Linked DNA regions of Pan troglodytes: region 2 is linked to region 1. Evidence: chromatin contacts called from public HiChIP or PLAC-seq data. All regions are on one chromosome and are shown on one strand. Each heading gives the region's core, a stretch centred on a gene start, on an enhancer-like site or on the middle of the called end of the contact. The rest is flanking DNA. Distances are from core to core; before and after follow the strand shown.

Region 1 (5,282 bases), core at 1,538-4,037:
GGTCCAGCCACCCTTCTTCCACCATTTCTACTGAGCCTTCAGTTGTACCCCTTCAGTCCACTTGGCGAGGCATCACGGCCTCTGGGCAGGTTCAGTGGGGAACTATGGGAGCAGGTGCTGTGTGCCACCTCTGGAGGGGGTTACTGAGGTTCTGGGTTGTGGGGGGTGCCCTGGGCCAGAGTGAGTTGTATGGGAGTTGTTGCTGAATCCCCCCAGAGTACCAGTCACACACCAGTGTGAGGGGCCTTGCAAGAGCCACTGGGCAGCACAGTTGAAGGTGGCACCTTCCTGCTCAGTGCTGGGTCCAGAGCAGGGTTTAGTTTTCTGTGTCTTTCAGGGTGAGACTGGTGTATTCTATACCAGCCTCCCTGTGTGTGAACAATGACGAGAACAATGTTGTCTTGCTTTCCCAAAAAATAAGACACTATCTATTTCTCATTAGTTATACACGTTCATTATAAAACGTAATTTAAGCAATACTGAAATGCCAAAAAGAAAGTAAAATTCACTCCAAAAGTAAAATTCACCCCAAATCTCACTACTCCTGTAACTATGTCTGACAGCCAGCTGTTGGGTCTTCCATCGTTTTTAACCTTCAGGTGAGCACACAGATCCTTATTTTTTCTTTTCTTTTCTTTTTTTTTTTTTTTTTTGAGACGCAGTCTCCTGTTGCCCAGGCTGGAGTGCAATGGCGCGATCTCTGCTCACCGTAACTTCTGCCTCCCGGGTTCAAGCAAGTCTCCTGCCTCAGCTTCCTGAGTAGCTGGGATTACAGGCATGCACCATCACGCCTGGCTAATTTTTGTATTTTTAGTAGAGACGGGGTTTCACCAAGCTGGCCAAGCTGGTCTCGAACTCCCGACCTCAGGCAATCCGCCCACCTCAGCCTCCCAAAGTGCTGGGATTACAGGCGTGACCCACCTTGCCCGGACTCTCTTTGTATTTTTTCTTTCTTTTTTTTGAGACAGAGTCTTGCTCTGTCTCCCAGGCTGGAGTGCAGTGGCATGATCTCAGCTCACTGCAGCCTCTATCTCCCAGGTTCCGGCAGTTCTCCTACCGGTTAGCTGGGATTACAGGCATGCGCCACCACACCCGGCTAATTTTTGTATTTTTAGTAGAGACGGGGTTTCACCATGTTGGTCAGGCTGGTCTCCAACTCCTGACCTCAAATGATCTGCACACCTCGGCCTCCTAAAGTGCTGGAATTACCGGTGTGAGCCACCGCGCCTGGCCAGATCCTTATTTTTTCAACTGCAATACAGCAGTATGCAAGGCACTTACTGTATGCCAAAGCTTATGCCGAGAGCTGGCTGCCAGCAGCTCCTCCTGCCTCGAGGCCTTTGTCCATGTCATCATTTCCCCTTTGGCTGTAACAGCTGCAGTTCTCTCATAATTTTAGGTTTCATCTTAAATGTCACTTCTTCAGAGGCTTCTTGACAGCACAAGTCAGGGCCCTTGTTAGTTTCATCACATCCATTACCTTTCCTTGATCACTTGTACCATCATCTGTAATTTATTTTTATGTTTAATACGGGTGTGGGATTTCTGATTTTTTTTTTTTTTGCTAGACTGGAAGCTCTCAGAGGGCAGGAACCATTTGTTTCCCTGCCACAGAGATGTTCAATAAATATTGTCAATTGAATGTGCAAATAATCTCACTTAACCACAGCTATGAGGGATGCTATTTTATCCCCATTTTAGAGATGACTAAACTGAGGCTTAGAACAATTAACCCAAGGTCACAGTGAATTAGTGGATCCATGTGTCTGCCTCCACACAGCCTGTGTGTTCTTAATTATTGATCACTAAGCAACAGCTGCCTCTCACAAACTGGCAGGAAACTTACTTTTCCCTTTTATCAATATATTGTGAACGCCTTTTCTTGCTAATAAATATACATTTGTGTGCGTAATTTTTAATGATCCCATGGTATTCCATCGTGTGGATGTAATTTACATATTCATTTCCTTATTCTCACTTCTTCCTAGTTACAGCACTTCTTTAAGCACTTGTAATTTTTATTCCTTTGGATAAATTCCTAGAAGTTTACAACACGACCAGCTGCAAGATGGGGCAGTGAGGTGCTTGAAGGAGTGGGTGGGCTGCACTTCAGAATCCCGGTGGAACTTTTTCAAAAAACTCGTGCCCGGGGCCCCCCTCTCAGGAGGCCGTCGGTGGGCCTGGGCACTGGCGTGGTTTTCAGGTCCTCAGTGGTTCCGAGGTGCCAGAGATTGAGGACCACTGGAGTAAGCGCGAGGTCACGGCGGGTGCAAAGCAGAAGACGTAAAATCCTGACCGCCCTGGGACAATCTGCAACCTTGTCAAGCCTCCGTGCCCGCCTTTGTAAGGAGGCTGGGAGAAGCGGGACTTGGATGACCCGGACTCCCGTCCCGAGCGCTGGGGTCCAGGTTTGACTCCGCTGGCTTTCTCAGGCGGGCAGGGCGGGGGTAGGCAGCTGGGAAGATGACGTAATGTGCTCCCAGCCAGGGCTGGAGGCGGCCAGCGGTCGCAGGTGGAGGGTGGCCTGTTAACCCTTCACTCCCAGGCCAGTGGACGGACTTGCGTGTGGCGCAGATCCAACGGAGAAGGCAGCGGCTCCTTTAAACAAGGCGGAGAAGGTTAAGATGATGACCGGACGGCTACTCCAGGCATTCGCTCCGAGGCCGCGGGGGGAGGGACCTCACTATGCAAATCTGAGCTGCTGATCGATGACGCGCCATCACCCCACGCACCGCTTCGCTCGCCCATTGGCTGAGATGAGCCTGGTCCCATTGACAACAAACAGGGGGGCGCGCGGCCTGGAGGCGGGGCCGCAGGGGGCGCGGGCTGGGGCGGGGGAATCCCGCCCCGCCCTTTCGGTGCGGCGCCCGGGCGCAACGCAAACATGGCGGCGGGTGGCACCCGTCGGTGAGGCGGTGCCGGGCGGGGGTTGTCGGGTGTCATGGGCGGTGGCGACGGCACCGCCCCCGCGTCTCCCTGAGCGGGACGGCAGGGGGGCTTCTGCGCTGAGCCGGGCGATGGACGAGAGCGGCGAGCTGGGCGGTCTGGAGACCATGGAGACCCTCACGGAGCTGGGCGACGAGCTGACCCTGGGAGACATCGACGGTGAGTGGTGGGTGGGTGGGAGTGCGGGGGCCGCGCGGGGAGGAAGGGGTTACGGCGGCGCGCCCGGGTGCGCGTGCGCCCACCCCCCGACAGCCCCGGCTCGCGCGGGAAGAACCCCGTGCGCACGGTGCCCCCGGCGGTCCTCAACCCTTCCGGCGCTGCGAGCGTGAGCCCGACCCAGCTGCGCCGCTCCGGGAGGCCGTGGGATCTGGGGCGCCGCGGGGCCGAAAGCGGCGCGAGGGTCGCGGGTTCCAGAGCGCGGGGCCAGGGACGTCGCGGGGGCGTCTCAGGGAGCGGCCTAAGGAGAGCGCGTGGCCGCCGCCTCCCTCGCGCGCCCACACGCGGTTTCCGTGGTCCGCTCTCCCGCCGCCCGCGACCGCGCGTCGCACCTGTCACTCCCTTCCTGGCCGCGGGGGCGTCTTTGGGATTCCCGGGGCCCAGCCCCCAGTCTCCGCGCCCCGAATCCCTGGGCTTCTCAGGATTGACCGACGGCCAGGTCGCCGGGTGCTCCGCGAAACTTTGGGCAGCGACTGCAGGAGCAAGTTGCTGATGAAGAGAGCAGTGGCGGCGGAGTGTGGACACATCTCTCCGGGATGGAGACCCGGGCGCTCCTGCTGTCATGCTGCAAGGGGAATTGAGCAGAAGGAATTTTGAGTTGTGGCCCCTCGGGTACGGGCTGGGGAGCGGGTGGCCTTTGTTCCAGCGCCTTAACAGCGGAATGGAAGAGCTGGTAGGAGCCCAGGGATCCACTCTTAAAATACTAATTTTGCGACCACGGGAACCACGATTTGGAGAGGGTCAGCGGCTTGCTCAAGGTCACCCAGCTGGTTAGAGCCTAGTTCTTGCAGTTCCTCGGCCAGTATTGGTTTTTTTATACCCCTCCTTTCAAGAAAGAGTCCAGTTGACTAGGCTAGTAATCTTATTAACTGGATAGTTGCACTCTTATGTTTAGGCCCCAAAATGCTTTGTATTATTTCACTTCTTCCTCACAACAATCCTGTGAGATACTCTTATTACCTCTATTTTAATACGGTAATTAAAGAAGCCGAGGCCAGGAGATGTTGACTTATCTAAGGCCACTCACCTTAGAGAGCTTAGGCAGAAACACAGGTGCATTGTACTTTTCAGTTTTCAGAATGCTTTCCTGTCCAGGATCTCACTACAGCCTTGCAGGCATGTATGATGGCTACATCCCCGTTGTGCAGATGAAGAAACAGAAGCAGCAGAAGATTCTCTTTTGGGGGAAGAGATAAATGCAGCAGCTAATTGAAAAGGATCTGTTTGCCATTTTCCCATTTTGCTTTTGTAATATTTCTCCCCTTGGTTTGTCCTTGATTTCCATTTTGATCATGTGGGCAGTGTGATAAGACCCTTAATTGAAGCCCCAGTTCTAACCACAGACTCTTTGCTAAGTGCTTCTAAATACAGAAATGGGTTAACAAATGGGGGATGGGGTAGGTGGGGGTTGGGAACATAGCAAGGGCAGCTAACATGTTTTGAGAACTTCTGTGCCAGACGGTGTTAAACAGTTATACACGTTAATGTTCTCAATCTTCCTAACAACCCTGTCAGGTAGAGAGAACTGTTATACTTGTCATCTCCCTCTCACAGATCCTGAAAGTGAGGCCCAGGGCGGTTCATTAATTTACTGAAGATTACACAGCCAGTAGAAAGTACTGTATATCTATAGCTGCCTACCTGCAAGGGCACAGAAAGAAATTCATGTGCATTTTGCATTCCTATTCCATGATCAATTCCTATTTGTCTTATTTTGTTTATCTGATTTTTAAATTTAAATTTTTATTTATTTAGTTATTTTTTGAGACAGGGTCTCATTCTGTCACCCAGGCTGGAATGCAGTGGCACAATCACAGCTCACTGCAGCCTTGACCTTCTGGGCTCAAGCAATCCTCCCACCTCAGCCGGGAGGCTGGGACCACAGACGCATGCCACCACACCCAGCAAATTTTTTGAATTTCGTAGAGATGACGTCTCACTATGTTGCCAGGCACAAACTCTTAGGCTCAAACGATCCTCCTGCCTCGGCCTCCCAAAGTGCTAGGATTACAGGTGTGAGCCACCTAAATTTTTTTTTTTTTTTTTGAGACGGAGTTTCGCTATTGTTGCCCAGGCTGGAGTGCAATGGCGCGATCTCGGCTCACCGCAACCTCCACCTC
Region 2 (5,282 bases), core at 958-3,457, 120 kb after region 1:
GGCCTGGAGGTTCTTACATCCTGAACACCCAAGCTGGCAGGGTCATCAGAGTCCTCTGGGCCAGCATTTTTCAAATCGGCTTCTGTGGAGCCCTGGGGAGATGACTTGGGGTCCTGTGAGAGACAGGGGGGATTCCGAGTGGGTGGGGTCCAGAACCCCCACCCCCACCCAACCATTGAACCGAAGCAACCTCCACTTTATCTCTGTTATGTATTGAGCTTCCCATAAGCTTTTGTATGAATAAGGAATCAGTGGCTAAAACAATGCCGACAGGCCATGGATCACATACTTTACAGATTTATTGAGGCATAAGGGACACGTATAATCAACTACACTTATTTCAAGGGTACAATTTGATAAGTTTGACATATGTATATACTTAAGAAGCCACCATCACCATTAAGAGCCTGAACATACCTTCACCCCAAAAAGTTTACTCCTGCCCCTTTGTGATTCTTCCCCCAACTCCTCTGCTCTCCCACCCCAAAATGTTAAAAAGCACTTTGGCCAGGTGGTGGCTCACGCCTGTAATCCCAGTACTTTGGGAGGCTGAGGCAGGAGGATAGCTTGAGGCCAGAAGTTCAAGACCGGCTTGGGCAATATGGCAAAATCTTGTCTCTACAAAAAGTACAAAAATCAGCTGGGCATAGTGGCATGCATTTGTGGTCCAAGCTACTCGGGAGGCTGAGGTGGGAGGATCACCTGAGCCCAGGAGGCAGAGGTTGCAGTGAGCCATGATCACACCACTGTGCTCCAGCCTGAGTGAAAGAGCAAGACCTTGTCTTAAAAAACAAAGCAAAAGGCCAGGCGCAGTGGCTCACGCCTGTAATCCCAGCACTTTGGGAGGCCGAGGTGGGCAGATCATGAGGTCAGTAGATCGAGACCATTCTGGCCAATATGGTAAACCCGCCTCTACTAAAATACAAAAAATTAGCCAGGCATGGTGGTGCCCACCTGTAGTCCCAGCTCCTCGGAAGGCTGAGGCAGGGGAATCGCTTGAACCCGGGAGGTAGAGGTTGCAGTGAGCCGAGACTGTGCCACTGCACTCCAGCCTGGCGAACACAGCGAGACTCCGTCTCAAAAAAAACAAACCCTCTGTGAACTCACAGTCACCCCCCAGTCCCACATATGCTGGAAAGGACCCGTCATACCTGAAGAGCCCCTAGATGGCGCAGAGGTGTCTGTGGTGGGGGACCTAGGTCCTGAAGCCACCTCACCCAGAGGCTTTCCCCCTGCCCATCCCCAGGTTTCTGGGAACGGATTCCCTAGGGAGGTGGTTCCTGGAAGCCTCTTCCCAGCCACGCCCTGTGGGCCCTAGGGGGCTGCTCTCTCCCTCCTGAGACAATAGCCCTCAACACGTGGCAGATACCTTGTCTATGGCATAGGGGGAGGGGGAGGATCCATGCTTGGGAAGGTGGACCCCACCCCCAACGTCAGCTCTTGGCTTTGAATTCCAGCTCAGTCACTGAGAAGCTGAGGGCTCTGGGAGAAGGAGAAGGCCAGCAGCATCACCTCTCTGCCTCATCCCAAAATGGGGTCTCAACACCAATCCAGCTGGGAGGACTGCAGGAAGTGATGTTGGGGCCAGCTGGAAGATGGGAGTGCTCAATGCCTGTGCTGGCTGTACACCAGCCAGGGGTGCTGTGGGGTAGATGAGGCAGAATGGGGAGGGGGAGCCATTTGCAAGGGTCCTGAAAGCCAGGCTAGGGCTCTGACCCTGGCACTGCTACTTTCTTGCTGTGTGACCATGAATAAGAATTAATTGAGTTAATATAATCAAAGCGTTGAAAACAGTGTCTGGTGCATAGGAAATGTTACATTGAGCCAATGTGTCTGAACTCTCAGACTCAGTCTTGGTTTTTCCTTGTATAACATATGACCCCCTTGAGCTCTACTGGTCACTGATTCTCTGTCCCCACCCGCTTGCCAGTTACCCCAGTATCTCCCTGCTCCCCAAATGGCAGACCATCAGACCCTTAGAGTTATCAGCCACGGTCCTCTCCTCTCTAGGCCCACCAGGCTTGGGGTCCTGCAGCCTGCTGGGTGATTCGCCCTCCCCGCACTCCCCCAATCCTGCCGCTCTGTCATCTGCTGTACCACGTGCACAGTACCAGGGATCCAGAAGAGAAGGCTGGTTGCCAGGGCAACGGAAGATAAAGCCCTTGCTCTGCCAGGCTGCTGATTGGCTGAGACAGGTCCCACCTCCTGCCATCCTGAGAGTGGGGGCTAGGGGGAAGGGTCTCTGATGGGCAGGGAGAGATACCAGGGTGCTGAGTCAGTCCAGGACTGCCCCCTCCTGGCCCACTCAGAGCCCCCGGGTGTGAGAAGCTCGTCTCCCGTGGGTTGCATTGGCCCTGCCCTATCTCTGCCTCCAGCACCCAGGGCGGCCGCAGATGGCAGTGTCTCTGGGGACAGCAGCTGCGAATGAGTCCACGGGCCGACGCTGAGCTGCTCAGGCTGAGGCGGTGTGCTCAGCACAGAGCCCCCGGAACTGGCATCTGCAGGGCGTGAGGTGGGTCTTTGGGCACACGGAGGGCACCGAGTGGTGCCAATGGCTTGGGAGGTAGGGAGAGGGGCTCTGCAAACTCACACTGTCTCAGGCAGCACATTGGCTTAAATGAGGCTGGAAAATTCCATATAGATCATCTGGTAACCCCATCCCCACCCTGTCACTGTGCACAGGGGACCCTGAGGCCCAGAGAGGGTGAAGAAGGGGCCAAGATAACACAGGAGGCCAGTGAGTGTGTTGCTTTTCCACCTAGGTCAGTTCCCTGAGAAATCAGGAAGAGACCACGGGGTCCTCAGTCAGCCTCAGAATGCCTGGGATTTTGTGCACAGGGCTGGAGAGGTTGGGGGACCTTGATCTCTATTCCACATCCCCCAGCATTGCAGCTGAAATGGCTTCTGTTCTGCCCCAGCCCTCCATTCGCATGTTTAAGCTGGAAGGAAACTGGGGGCCTGGCTGGGCCTGGATAGGGGGCATGAGTCACCTTGGACACAGTTAAGTCACACAGGGAGCAGCCTCCCTGCCTGAGGTGCTCCTTCCCTACGTTCACCAACCCTGGCAGCACCAGACAATCCTGCACTCTCTCCAGCTCCCCAGAAAGGCAGCTGGTTAAAAGGTGCTGGGTCCTACACGCTCCCCTGCCCTGGCTGCACTAGTCACTTTGGATAATCAGTGCACTCTTCATTTTATTCCTTCACAAATAGGGCACTTTAAGACAATGTCGGTGCCTCAGAACAGCCAGTGAGGACCTTTGGGGTAGGAGAGGGGCTCCGGATGGATGCAGGACCAGGAAACAGCATCTTTCCCTCCCCTGGGGCCACAGCTCCCCTAACAGGCCCACCTGGGAGTAGAGAGACAAGAGGAGCTGGAGTCTGGAGACGGAGGTCAAAAGAGTGAGGGCTTCTCTCTGACCTACCTGGAGTTCTTTCCATCCATCCCCCTGCTTCCCTCCCCAGAAGCAAGGTGGGCATCTGCTCATTTCATCCTGCTCAGGTGCCTTTCCCTCCCCTGGAGGACGCAAGCCTCAGGGCATCGCTGGGGTTTGGCGTCTAGCTCTGCCACTTTCCAGTTGGGTAAGCCAAGGCAAGTTAGTGAGCCTGTCTGGACCTCAGTTTCTTCATCTGTAAAATGTGGATAGTGACACTTGCCCCATAGGCCTGTTGTGAGGTTTGTGGAGGAAGTCAAAACAGTGCTCTACCTGCCGGGCAGGCAGAGGTGGGCTCCTCAAGTCACACCTTTCTTATAACTAGGGAAGGTTGGGGGTGGGTTCAATAGGCCCTGCATCATCCTATCCCTGGAGGAGATGATCTGTGATCTGTGATCTGTTTTTTTTTTTTTTTTTTTGAGATGGAGTCTCGCTCTGTTGCCCAGGCTGGAGTGCAGTGGCGCCGTCTCGGCTCACTGCAAGCTCTGCCTCCGGGGTTCACGCCATTCTCCTGCCTCAGCCTCCCAAGTAGCTGGGACTACAGGCACCTGCCACCACGCCTGGCTAATTTTTTGTATTTTTAGTAGAGACGGAGTTTCACCGTGTTAGCCAGGATGGTCTTGATCTCCTGATCAAGTCTCAAAAAAAAAAAAAAAAAAAATAGAGAATGGTAACAAGTACCCAGGTGATAGAGCTTTTGTGTCTGCTGAATGAGTTAATTTATGTAAAATATTCAGAACCAGTGCCTGGCACATAACAAGTGCTACACAGTAAGTTTGTTCTTATTCTCTGAGCCTCAGTTTCCTTATCTGTAAAATGGGGATAGGAATAGCACCCACGTCCTAAGGGTACTTTGAATTTTTTTTTTTTTTTTTGAGATGGAGTCTCGCTCTGTCACCCAGGCTGGAGTGCAGTGGCACCATCTCGGCTCACTGCAACCTCCGCCTCCCAGGCTCAAGCGATTTTCCTGCCTCAGCCTGTTGAGTAGCTGGGATTACAGGTGCCTGCCACCACCCCTGGCTAATTTTTGTACTTTTAGAAGAGACGGGGTTTCTCCATGTTGGCCAGGCTGGTCTTGAAGTCCTGGCCTCAAGTGATCCACTGCCTTGGCCTCCCAAAATGCTGGAATTACAGGCGTGACCCACCACAGCCAGACAGTGATCTGGCTTTTGAAGTATGAGTAGGAATTTGCCAAGTGAACAAGAATGCATATGCAAAATGAAAGCATATGCAAAGATGAGGACTGCATAATGTGCAGGCGCATGTAGGTGACGGACAGGCAGTTCCATGTGACCGCACATAGTGTGCCATGTGAGGAGGGGGAGGTTGGCAGGGAGCAGATGGGCACCTTTGGGCCATTCTAAAGAGTCTGGGTGGGCCGAGCACGGTGGCTCATGCCTGTAATCCCAGCACTTTGGGAGTCCGAGGTTAGGATCACTTGAGGTCAGGAGTTTGAGACCAGCCTGGCCAACATGGCAAAACCCCGTCTCTACTAAAAAATACAAAAACTACCTGAGCATGGTGGCAGATGCCTGTAATCCCAGCTACTCACAAGGGAGGCTGAGGCAGGAGAATCGCTTGAAGGTGGAGCTTGCGGTGAGCCGAGATCATGCCATTGCACTCCAGCCTGGGCAACAGAATGAGACTCTGTCTCAAAAACAAAAACAATAAAAAAGAGTCTGGGTGTATATAAGGTTTGTGACGTACCTTACACCTGCTGCCTTCCACTTTCCTGCCTTCTCTGCCTCTCGTTCAGTGGAAATAACAATAGCTGATATTGACCAAGTGCTGATTCTGTGCCAGGCAGAATGGTGCAAAATGCTTTTTAATTTTAATTTTTTTTTTTTTTGA

Evidence for each region. HiChIP or PLAC-seq counts read pairs in DNA pulled down with a chosen protein or histone mark.
Region 2: a contact with region 1 is called in an H3K4me3 HiChIP or PLAC-seq map of stem cell-derived excitatory neurons, with 2.7 times the contacts expected there. The contact joins the promoter of SMIM45 here to the promoter of SREBF2 in region 1. A contact is called at or near these places in 1 of 7 Hi-C or Micro-C datasets (stem cell-derived neural progenitor cells) and 1 of 1 datasets of contacts at active chromatin or transcription factors (stem cell-derived excitatory neurons).

The regions. Positions count from the first base shown.
Region 1 is chr23:43,823,360-43,828,641 of NHGRI_mPanTro3-v2.0_pri, forward strand. SREBF2 (sterol regulatory element binding transcription factor 2) reads left to right here and starts at 2,788. Exons shown (of 20, transcript XR_010156033.1): 1 at 2,788-3,105. It overlaps CCDC134 (coiled-coil domain containing 134), which reads left to right. Exons shown (of 7, transcript XM_016939293.4): 7 at 1-1,912.
Region 2 is chr23:43,942,828-43,948,109 of NHGRI_mPanTro3-v2.0_pri, forward strand. SMIM45 (small integral membrane protein 45) reads left to right here and starts at 2,208. Exons shown (of 2, transcript XM_054675571.2): 1 at 2,208-2,512.